Linked DNA regions of Rattus norvegicus: region 2 is linked to region 1. The links are chromatin contacts, called in public Hi-C maps. All regions are on one chromosome and are shown on one strand. Each heading gives the region's core, a stretch centred on a gene start, on an enhancer-like site or on the middle of the called end of the contact. The rest is flanking DNA. Distances are from core to core; before and after follow the strand shown.

Evidence for each region. Hi-C and Micro-C count contacts between places; a contact is called where the count stands out from the background.
Region 2: a contact with region 1 is called in a Hi-C map of the Rat2 cell line, with 5 times the contacts expected there. The contact joins the enhancer-like site here to the promoter of Rps3 in region 1.

The regions. Positions count from the first base shown.
Region 1 is chr1:163,192,576-163,198,395 of GRCr8, reverse strand. It overlaps Rps3 (ribosomal protein S3), which reads left to right and starts at 2,620. Exons shown (of 7, transcript NM_001009239.1): 1 at 2,620-2,661; 2 at 3,591-3,721; 3 at 3,934-4,027; 4 at 4,522-4,616. The coding sequence starts at 2,632. Snord15a (small nucleolar RNA, C/D box 15A) reads left to right here and starts at 3,348; the gene lies at 3,348-3,495.
Region 2 is chr1:163,299,404-163,305,223 of GRCr8, reverse strand. Arrb1 (arrestin, beta 1) reads right to left here. Exons shown (of 16, transcript NM_012910.2): 4 at 2,976-3,020; 5 at 2,044-2,240; 6 at 1,306-1,365; 7 at 413-480. Among named protein-coding and RNA genes, the nearest start is that of Mir326, 36 kb to the right of the region's middle. Within about 2 kb of position 3,378, at least 13 of the 93 cell types and tissues checked have an H3K27ac peak or open chromatin away from gene starts, as enhancers often do.

The sequences.
Region 1 (5,820 bases), core at 1,371-3,870:
GGCCCTGTCTCAAATAATGATTGTACTAATAACGTGGAGTACAGTAGAGGAAAGCATTGGTGCCTCCACATGTGCACACACCTGCAGACACTCATGCACATACACCCTCCCACTGTACATAAACAAGTGAGTTATAAAGATTAGGCTAAGGTTGTTTTGGGTTTCTGGGATTATTGCAGGTGTGAATTAAGGAAGAGTATATCAGACCGTGAACCCCTGGAATTTACCTAGGACTGAAACAGGCCACTGTGGCCTCAGCACGCAAGGTCAGGTGGCCTCCAGCAGTATTGACATCCAGAGTATCAACGGAGAAGTCACGCTAACCATCAGCACAGTCATTTTTAAATTTTTATTTACTTTTATTTCATGCACGCTGGTGTTTTTCTTGCATGTATGGGTGTGTAAGGGTGTCAGATCACCTGAAAATGGAGTTACAGTTGTAAGCTGACATGTAAGACTGGGAATTGAACCTGGGTCCTCTGGTGGACAAGCCAGTGTTCCTAACCACTAAGCCATCTCTCCAGTCCTGGCTCTTCAGTGAGAGGTATCATTGAATTTTCTGAGCTGGAAGGACAGATGTTTGAGGAACATAGAGAAATGGCAAACAGGAAGAAGAAGATCTCCACAAGGGTGTTCACAGGCACCCACCACTGACACCAGCAACTCCAGACGTCTTCAATTCCACTCAACCTCAATTTTGTTGTCACAATTAGGACCCTGACTCTCTTGTCTCTTTGGTTCTTCTATTTTTCCTCCTCCTCTCTGGTCTCTTTGCTCAGCTCTCACAGAACATTTATTTTTCAACAATTTTTTTTTGGTTCTTTTTTTTGGAGCTGGGGACCGAACCCAGGGCCTTGCGCTTCCTAGGCAAGCGCTCTACCACTGAGCTAAATCCCCAACCCCATTTTTCAACAATTTTATTTTACTTTTTTTCTCTCTGTTGGCAGCACTGTGATGTGAGGAGCTCATGGTCATGCCTAGAGCACTACCATCAGGGCAGCTGGTACAGGTCTTCAGACACAAGGAGATAGTTATAAGAAGACAGCCATAGCTGTGGTGCACTACAAATGGAGAAACATCTTTGTCAGGTGACAGAACAACTTGACTCCATCCAATAATTAGAAGCCCTCTTGTAACAAGGTCAAAATAAGTTCATTCCTGTTTTTTGTAAAACTTGGGTTTGACCCTGTCGTCAACCCATTTTCTGGAATTTGACATGTTCCATACTCTATACCCTGATTCCACCCTGATAAGATGTTCTGCTAAGTTCCTGCGTAGCCAACATTCCTCTAGGAAATGACACCTAGTCTTGCAAATTTTGAGCTATATAAATTTCACTTCTATGTTTGATGCTATTCTTTAAAACCCCACTTTAGGGAGACAGCCCTGTCTGATAGAAAATAAAGCTTGCTTGTCTCAAAGAATTTAATTAATGGTTTTTACTTTTGTTCGGTGGGATTAATACAGGGTGAATCAGAGTCCTCTGGAGATGACTGAGCCACAAACACTGTAGTACAAGTTACACCGGCAGGTTCTGCTTCTGGGCAATGAACGATTTGCTAATGTGGACATCAGGGTTCGTGTGAAGGGGAGGTCCTGTAGCTTAGATTTATACTATTCAACAGTCTGTCCCTGAAGCCCTGGTGGTTTATTACTTTGACAGGTCCCTGCTGGTATCCCACCCTGTTTCGAGTCCAAAACGTTCATAGGTCCGTGTGGATGTGCTCACTACCAGAAACCCTACAAAAAGCCCATCTCATGGATCAGGGTTTACCTTTGTAATAAAGATCGTAGGATTTTAATATTTTAAAAAGGATGTGTGTGTAAGCTGGAGAGATGGCTCGGTGGTTAAGAGCACCGACTGCTCTTCCAGAGGTTCTGAGTTCAATTCCCAGCAACCACATGGTGGCTCACAACCACCTGTAATGAGATCTGATGCCCTCTTCTGGTGTGTGTGAAGACAGTAGTGTACTTATATATAATAAATCTAAAAAAAAATTGAAAAAAAAAGACGTGTGTGTATGTATGCGCGCGCGCGCGTGTGTGTTATGCTTATATATACGAATATACGTCCATGGTTTTTGACAGTCTGTAACTTACTGTGCCATCCCCTAAATACATTTCAATGAAAGTTTTCATTAGTATAGATGTGAAGGAGGCTAAAATCTGTTATATTTGTTAGTGTGTGCTTATGCTTGTGGTTTGCATCTCTAGTCTCAAGGTTTTTCTGTTCTAAGTTTTTTTATTTATTTACATATTTATTTTTGAGTTGGAAGCTCTTACAGCCCAAGCTGGCCTCGAATTCGCTACATATAGTCAATGATGACTTTAAACTTGTTGTGATCCTCTACCTCTTTAGTGCTGGAATCACAGGTGTGCTCCACCATTCTACGTAGGTACATTGATCATTTTCAGACCAGAATTAAATATGCACTTCCCGTTCGGCCCACACTACAGGTTGCTAGGTTACACTTTTTTCCTTCCTTTACGACTCTGTAGACGCAAAACTTCACTTCCCAGGAACACTTGCAAGTGTGTCCGTCGCGTAGCGTCGCGTCATTGCTCCCGCCCTATATACCTACTTCCGCCCGCGAGCCACTTCCTTTCCTTTCAGCGGCGCGCGGCAGCAAGATGGCGGTGCAGATTTCCAAGAAGAGGAAGGTAAGCGTCTGGGTTCTGTCCGGGAATCCGCCGCGTGTTCTAAAGGTGCCCGGGAGGCCCATGGCTCCGTGGTCGGTCCTGAGGAGCGGCTGGGCCCTCCTGCGGTCTCTGCGAGCCGCGGATGGCCGTAGATTGTGTGCTGGGCCGGAGCCGGGCGAGTGCAGTGTGTCTGGGGAAGGGAGGCACAAACTCGAGTTCTGGACCGACACGAATACCGGGCGTCTCCAGTTCCGGACTAGACAGCTTTGAGCGTTTCTTGGTCTGCATAACTAGTGATCCTGTGGCACAATTAGAGGGCCTGCGCCATCAGATCTAATCCAGTTTCTTTGGTAAGTGAAGTTTAGCAGTCCCTTGTTCTCTTATCCTTGTCATCCTGCAAGTGGCCATAGTTGAAATCCTATTGACTTGGCTTGTTCACTCGGGACTTGAAGCAGCAGCGTCCCCTGGTTTTTTCGTTTTTTAAAATCATTCCATGGGGGAAAAATGCACAAATTGTCAGGTTTAGAAGTAGATGGCCTGTCGTGTTTGTGCTTATGCACACTAATGGTAAAGCTGTTGTCCACAGTGTTGTTTGGAGTTAGGATTCCCAGGTACAACTTACACAGCCCCAGCTGTGCAGAAAGAACTGTAAATGTGCTACTTGGGGACAGAGTTTGTCTTTTGTGTGTAGATTATGTGGTAAAGCCCTTCGATGAAGAGGTGATGACGAGTCTGACTAGGAGGTATTTGTCTTTGCCCAGGATGCCTCACTGCGCTGCGTTCTGTGGCACAGTTGTGAGCACTGTGGTCAAAGAAACTTCCTAAAGATGACCAAGAGGCATTTGTCTGAGAAGGGTTGCTGCACTCCTGCAGGGCCATTGGGCTTGCTCTGGCTAATGAGAACTCTTAGCCCTGTTTAACTTCAGAGTTAACTTGTTTCTTTGGTTTAGTTTGTAGCTGATGGCATCTTCAAAGCTGAACTGAATGAGTTTCTCACTCGGGAGCTGGCTGAAGATGGCTACTCTGGAGTTGAAGTCCGAGTTACGCCGACCAGAACAGAAATCATTATTTTAGCCACCAGGTAAAAATACCATTGACTGGTTATCCCCTCTAAATACTGTGTGTATTAAGATGCTATGTAGACCAGGGCCAACTTAAGTAGTAAACCTTGTCTTGGTGAGTGTAGCTACTTTTTAAAAATTGCATTTGAAAAGATTTCCATTTAATGTGTGTACTGATCTTGTAGTAGATGGCAGGTGGGATTTTGAGTAAATTATAACTTCCTGTCTACAGAACACAGAATGTTCTTGGGGAGAAGGGTCGTCGGATCAGAGAGCTGACTGCAGTTGTCCAGAAGCGGTTTGGCTTCCCTGAAGGCAGCGTAGAGGTGAGTTCCCCTGCTTTATTTACCGGGACTTTAGACTGAAGATGTGGCTTCTGCTATAGAATGGTACTTCTGAGAACCTGACATAGAGCTCAAACACAAAGAAAACCTGACATGGCCAGTGAATACAGGTGGATTGGTGCTCTGCCAGTTTCCTTAAAAGCAGAGTGATCGCCATGCGTGGCAGGGCCACATCTTTATCCTGGCACGCAGAAGGCAGGATAAGGGCAGTGCAGAGCTAGTCAGGGCTGCCCTGTGAGACCCTGTCTTAAATCAGAGACAGTATGATTAAGTGTGTGGGATATTCTGGTGAAGTATTTTACATTCCATTTGGATGCACAGGTGGGTTTGCTGTCCTTACTGTGTTGTGGGGAGCCAACATAGAAGGGCAACTCAGCTGCCTTCTGTGGGGAGTGGGAATACTTTAGTATCTAAGGGATATCGCAGTGGCTTAACTGAAGATTGGTGAGTGATGGAAATGTACTTTTTCTTTAAAGCTGTATGCAGAAAAAGTGGCCACAAGAGGTCTGTGTGCCATTGCCCAGGCAGAGTCTCTACGCTACAAACTCTTAGGAGGGCTTGCAGTTCGAAGGTAAGTGTTCTGAGACTTGGTGGCCATGCCCTTCTGTGGATCAGTGTGTGTCTGACATTTTTGTTGGCAAATAACTTCATTGACAGAGTCATCTTTTTGCTGGTGTAATAGGGTAGTCCATGGGCTGGAGAGATGGCTCAGTGGTTAAGAGCACTGACTCCTCTTCCAGAGGTCCTGAGTTCAATTCCTAGCAACCACATGGTGGCTCACAACCATCTGCAACACAATCTGATGTTCTCTTCTGCTGTATCTGAAGAGAGTGACAGGGTACTCACTTATATAAAGTAAATAAAATCTTTTAAAAAAAATAAGACAAATTATAAAAAAAAATAGGGTAGTCCATGCCCCCACTGAACCACTAGGCTAACTAGACTGGTAGGCTGGTGACACATGTATCTATGCTAAAGTTGGAAGACTTTGATTTGGGAGGACCAGCCTGGGCTACAGGATAGACCCCTAAAGAATGGTCAGTGCTATGATGAGATGCTGTGGGTATGTTGAGAATGAAAGAATATATAGAATCCTACAGGGAGGGACATCTGCTTTGTGAGGTTTAGTGAGGACCCTGGATGGGTGAGCAGTAACGCCTCCTTCCTTTCTGCCTGTGAGGGAGGACATCTGAGTGCAGCTTTAGTGCTTCCGGACAGCACAGGTTTCCAAACAAGCTAGAAGTCATGTGACTCTGGTAGTGCGCCCACGGTGGGAACTATAAAGAGCCGTTCTGATGGGAAAGCCTCCAAACGAGACAGTTATATCAGTGATTGGCTAGGTGCCATTGCCTACCCTTACTCAGTGCTGAGGGTAGAAAGTCAGCAACTCAAATAGAGGCTAGTCTGGGGGGGAAGCTTTGTCTCAAAAAACAAAACAACTTTTCCTGTAAGTTGTATAACACTGAGGAATGATGTAAAGATTGTCTAAGGGTTGGGACCCCTGCCTCAACTGTAAAGTTATGTTTTTAAAAATTATACAGTCAGGTTGGAGAGATGGCTCAGTGGTTAAGAGCACAGACTGCTCTTCCAGACATCCTAGTTCAATTCCCAGCAACCACATGGTGACTCACAACCATCTGTAATGACATCTGGTGCCCTCTCCTATCTGAAGACAGCTACAGTGTACTTGTATATAATATATCTTTAAAAAATCGTACAATCTTGCTTTGGTTATAAGGATTAGATGTTGAAAAGGTCAGTTTGCTTCTTTGTCA
Region 2 (5,820 bases), core at 2,129-4,628, 110 kb before region 1:
CAGGACCCCCAGGAAGGGCAGCCATGAGAAGTCAGGACCAGCTGCTTTGTTCCCCCTGTCTGCCGAGCACTGTGGGAGAATGTCTGCTCTCTGAGCCACACTGAGCCTCCTCTAGGTTCACTTTTCTCCACTTCTGCCCCTTGTTCAGATCCGTCCACAAACACAGGCTTCAATCCTGCTGAGGGCCTCTCAGCTACCCACTGTTGAAAGTTAACTGAAGTTGGGGTCTTTCTAATATCAAAAGGCTGCAGTCTGCAGGGGTAAGACAGAGAGGTAGGGGTGAGAGAAAAGCAGGGCTCAAGCCACCTCCTCCAGGAAGCTCACCATGACCCTTCAGACTTCTAGACCCTTCTCACAGCAAAGCCCCTCCTCACCGCTGCTTCCTCCCCTCTCCCACCAGCATCCTGCCTACCTTTTGTGGATCTTCTCCTCCAGGTTCTCAGCACAGAAGGCTTTCACTTCATAATCCACACCGCAGGCCTGTAGAGGAGGGCATGCTGACCCCATGGCATTAGGGAGGCAAGGTCCCCAACCACCCTCCCATCGTACAAACCAGAATGCTGTGTGGGAACATGAACTTCGGTCACCTGAGGACTCCTTGACATGAATCTGAAACCCTGGTACCCGATGTTGACTTTGTCCCTGACCCAGCTCCTTCCACTGGAGCTGCTCCTGTGGGTCCATCAGTCAACCCCAATCCCACCTGGGACTCCTGCTTCAGTCTGAGTGGTTGTCCTCAAGACAGCCACCAGCAATGTAACAACCCTGAGCTGGGTGTCATGGTGTCTTCCTAACTCTCTAACAACATGAAAGACCATGCTCATTGCCTCTGCCTTAGAGATGAGAGTGGACTCTGAAGTCTGGGGCCTGGAACCTGCTCCTATCAATCCTCTCTAAGTTTCAGCTGCTCCCTCTCCAAACAAGGTTACCAGGGTCTGTGTGAGGCCAGGGCCTGTGTGAGGCCAGGGCCTGTGTGAGGCCAGGGCCTGTGTGAGGCCAGGGCCTGTGTGAGGCCAGGGCCTGTGTGAAGCCATAGGTAGGTGCTTGGAATTTGCTGGTGCTGTGCAGTCAATACCAGAGCCAGCAAAAGTGACGTGAGGGAGCCTGTGATCAAATGTGGGGCGAGGCCAGCCTGCATCTGCAGCCCTGTCTCAGGAGACTGATTGATTATCCAAGGAACATCAGCCAGGCCGGGGCCTTCAACAGGAAGCGAAGTTCCAACTGTCCACTACCCCACGGGGAGAAAACCAGGACCCTGGGGCCATGAAAGCCTGAACCCGAGATGGTCTGCTTGGAGTGACCTACCTTCCCTGTGTCCTCAGGCCCAGGTTGCAATGTGACTGAGCACGGAAGGTTTGGCGGGATCTGTTCAGGAGACAAATAACATGAGCTAACCTTTCACCTCTGCTTCATCTCCCCCTACACACTTCTGTCACTACTGTACACCCATCAGACTAGGCCCCCTGAGAACAGACCATCTCTCCTCCATCAGACAGTGTTCTGAAAACAAGCTATATCTTTTCCATGAGACAACAAGGAGACCCTGAAATAGACGAGTTCTCTCCTGGCCATCCCATATCACACCGTGCCCTACAGAAAGTCAGGGCAGACTATGGAAGATGAGAATTCAAATGTTCTTCACCTAAGTTCTCAACTCATCCTTGCCCCAGAGTCATGGAGTATCAGAAACAGGAAGATGTGAACTCCAGAAGCATGGGGTCAGTCTTGGAATGGTAAGGACGCATGACAGGGGATGAGCTGGGCAGACTGTACCCAGGGACCCAAGGCCAGGCAGGAGTCCTTCCTTCACTACAACCATCCCCAGGCCTTCCTTTTTCTAGAAACTTAAATGAAGGAGGGCCAGAGGAGTAGCCTACAGGTTAAAGTGGAGTGTCCACAGTGGCCAGAGACAAGTTACTTAACAGGTAATGTAAGTGACAGTGCTTGGATGCCAACTGGGCGAGCTAAAGCAGCTGCTGTTCCCCATGTGCCTGCACTGAGAACATCCCAGAATGCTTCTGGAATGCTAGAAGGCGTGCTGACCTCAAAGGTGAAGGGGTAGGCATGCTCGCCCAGCTTCTTGATGAGTCGCTCTTGTAGCCGAGTCAGTGGCTTCTTGTCCTCAGGGGCCGGTGGGAAGGACTGCACGTTAGCCACAAACAGGTCTTTGCGAAAAGTCAGACCCAAGACATCCAGGTCTTCCCGGCCATACCGGAAGGCGCAGGTCAGTGTCACGTAGACTGTGAGGAGCAGGGGAACTGAGGAAGGGCCTGGGAGGGTAGCATACAACACCCCCGTCCCCAGATCTCCAGCTGTAACCCTAGGGTTTGTGTACTGGAGGCTACAAGCCTGTCCCAGGTTTAAATAGGGTGAGTACACTGCCCTCTGACACAAGGTGCCTTCAAGGGCAGCCTTGATATGGTCTCTTAGGAAGGAGCCTCCTGATGGCCCTCCCCAGGTCACTCCGGCCCAAGAGTATGGAGGGGCAGGAAGGATGGTTAGGCAGCCTAGCAGCCATGGTGGTTGGATTAGATTGGCAGGCAGGGGGAGGGGCAGGGAGACAGCCTAGGGGGAAGCACCCAGAAGGCTGTGTCTAAGAGGTGGGGGAACCTCAACCTGCCTAACCCTAACCTTGTACACAGACCTTCCACTTTTACCATCTATACAATGAGATCCTCTCTCCTGTACCGGTGCCACCCACCCTCCCCCAAGCCTTGCAGTCTATTAATGGGACAGGGCTTGGAACAGAAGCTCTTATACAGGGGACAAGAAGCAGGAGACCTCTGCACCAGAGGACATCAGAGTTCTGACTATGGTAAACGCACTGGTTCATTTAAGGAACCAGGAAAATGGACAGGGAGAAGCCATGAGATTAGCCGAGGTCCTGCTTAAGCATCAAGCAGTGTGCCAATGTCACTGGAGAGCAGGGGATGTGGAACATCTGGCATGCTGAGAGTCAGAGGGACACAGCTTACCTCGCCTTTCTTTGAGATACTCAGGATCCACCAGGACCACGCCATCTGGGGGAGAGAATGAATGGAGTCCCCATGTGTGTGACCTTCTCAACCTGAGTACCAACCACCCACTCAAACCCGAAGGTCATAAGACACACTGTCCGTTTGGGTGTGGCCCTCTGCAGGATGTGCACCTACTATCAGAGCCACTGACGGCTCTACAGGAGAACATGGCAACAGTCTCAGGCTGTAGAACAATGTTTCAAGGAACAGTATATTTATAACAATGTTTCACAGTATATGTGAGGTATATACTGCCTAGGGACATCATGGTGATTTTAGTTTGTGTAAGCACACTGTGTCCTCCACACAGTGACAAAACCACATAAGGACATTTCTCCGAATTGCCATCATTAAATGACTAATCTCGCTAAGGGGCTGGCTATGGTAAATGGCCTTGAGTCATGTTAGGCGAGCTTTGTAATAAACAGACACTCCACCAGGCTTTCGGATCAGCGAGATTTTCAGAGCTTCCTGAAACATGATGGGGAATTGGGGGGAGGCGGGAGAGGGGGCCTCTGATCAGTATCTGTCAGGGCAACAGATGGGCAGTGTGCGTCAATGTGCGCACGGGTAAATTTTGTCACGCATAGAAGTATTTGGACAGCCCCTGGCACGTTTGAGCACGAATGTTACGGTCTGAATCTGAAATGCCCTCCAAAGGCTGATGTATTGAAAGCTGATCTCCAAAGCAACAGTGTCTGCCTTTGGAAAACAACTGGCTCACAGGGCTCTACCACACCAGGGAATTCATAGCTTAATGGGTTCTGGAAGGTGGTGGGCACCGTAGGAGACGGGTCTAGTAGGAGGAAGAACGTCAATGCCTTGTATTTGGTTCTCAGTCCTTTCTTCCCTCTCTGCCTCCTGGTCATTGGGAAGGATGTAGCTTGCTTTCTCCACATGCTCCCGGTCACGGCATTCTGCCTCACTGCAGTGCCATAGCACTGAGCGACTGTGGGCTGAAAGCTCTAAAGCCCAAGTAAGTGAACATCTTGTCACAGCAATAAAATGACTCACGCACACTGGAGAAAATGGGATGAAGCCCAATGTCTCTCACAAGGGCTGTCCTTGGGAGCAGAGCATCTGGCAGGGCACAGAGAATCCATCTCAGCTGAGCACCCCAGGAGGTAGGAGCACCATCCAAGGGACCATGCAGGCACACACGCACCCACGCACGCATGCACACATGCACGCATGTACACACACCCACTCTAACACATACCCCACCCCTATGACTGATTACTCAAAGTATCTTAAGAAACAGTGAGGGTTGGGGATTTAGCTCAGTGGTAGAGCGCTTGCCTAGGAAGCGCAAGGCCCTGGGTTCGGTCCCCAGCTCCGGAAAAAAAAAAAAAAAGAACCAAGAAACAGTGAGGGCTGGAGGGATGGCTCAGCGGTTAAGAGCACTGACTGCTCTTCCAGAGGTCCTGAGTTCCATCCCCAGCAACCACATGGTGGCTCGCACCCATCTGTAATAGAGTCCGATGCCCTCTTCTGGTGTGTCTGAGGACAGCGACAGAGCACTCGTATAACATAAAATAAAGAAAGAAAGACAGTGAGTACTTTGGCCTCAGGTTACAGGGATATCCCAGTCCATCCTCAGGGTCACCCACCCCTCCATGCATGCTTTTCCATGACTGGGCACCTGGAGCTCAGTTGAGGGTAAATACAATGACCCAGTGAGGGCATTTGCCCCTTTCACCATTGCTTCCTCAATTGGGTGGAGGGGGATAACTTGGAGCCCGGCCCCACAGAATAAGGCAGGGTTGTTCACTAGATGACAGGAAAGCCAGAGGGGAAAGTTCAGCTCAGTAGCCTGAGAGCAATGAAGTGTAAAGGCCTGGAGGAGAGGACACTCAGAGCTGGTGCAAATACTCCATCAGCTAGGCACTGGGCCTTGGGTGCTGGGCCCAGGGCTAGCACCAGGTCCTTGCCCCAGAAGGGATGGTGGAGTGAAGGGAAGACAGGGCCAGTTCAGAGAGGGCAGTGTCATAGACAGAGGGCTTCTTACTGAGGCAAATGACCAAACCTGGACATTGGGTTCTCAGGTCTAGCAGGGAACCTGGCATGGAGTAGTACCCTCCAGTGCCAGTGTGTATGTGTTGGAGATCTGGTTCTCTCCTTTTCTCGGCTATCCACAGTCTCTTCTGTGGACTCGGATTATGAACACTGACCCACAAGAACTTTTGGGAAACCACTGCCTGAAGCTGGGCACAGGTGAAACCCAGGGAAACCCAGGGCCCAGGGCCTCAGAAAAGCCAGTTCTGGAGAAAACGCAAATGGTGGAACATCAGAAGACTTACACACTGCCCCCGGGACAAGGCTGGAGAGGAAGAGTAGGTGGTTCTGTCCCAGGTCCTAGAGGAAGGGGCCTGGATCAAAGCCAGCATCTTCAGTTTGCAGCCCCGTCAATACCCCAGGGGCTCAAGCCCCCGGGGCTTCTGCTTACATTCACCAAGGTCTTCTCTCCATGAGCCGACTCTGGCACTTCAAGGTTCCTCTTAGCCCGAGGACAGGGCACAAGAGCACGGCAGCATCTCTAAGGCAATTTCCTTTTTTTTTTTTTTAAAGATTCATTTATGTGTTACATATAAGCACGCGGGGTAGCTGTCTTCAGACACACCAGAAGAGGGCATCAGATCTCATTACAGATGGTTGTGAGCCACCAATGTGGTTGCAGGGATTTGAACTCAGGACCTCTGGAAGAGCAGTCAGTCTCTTAACCACTGAGCCATCTCTCCAGCCCTCTAAGACAATTTCTTCGGCCAGTTTCCTCAGGCCTCAGTTTGCATCATTGTGACTGCCC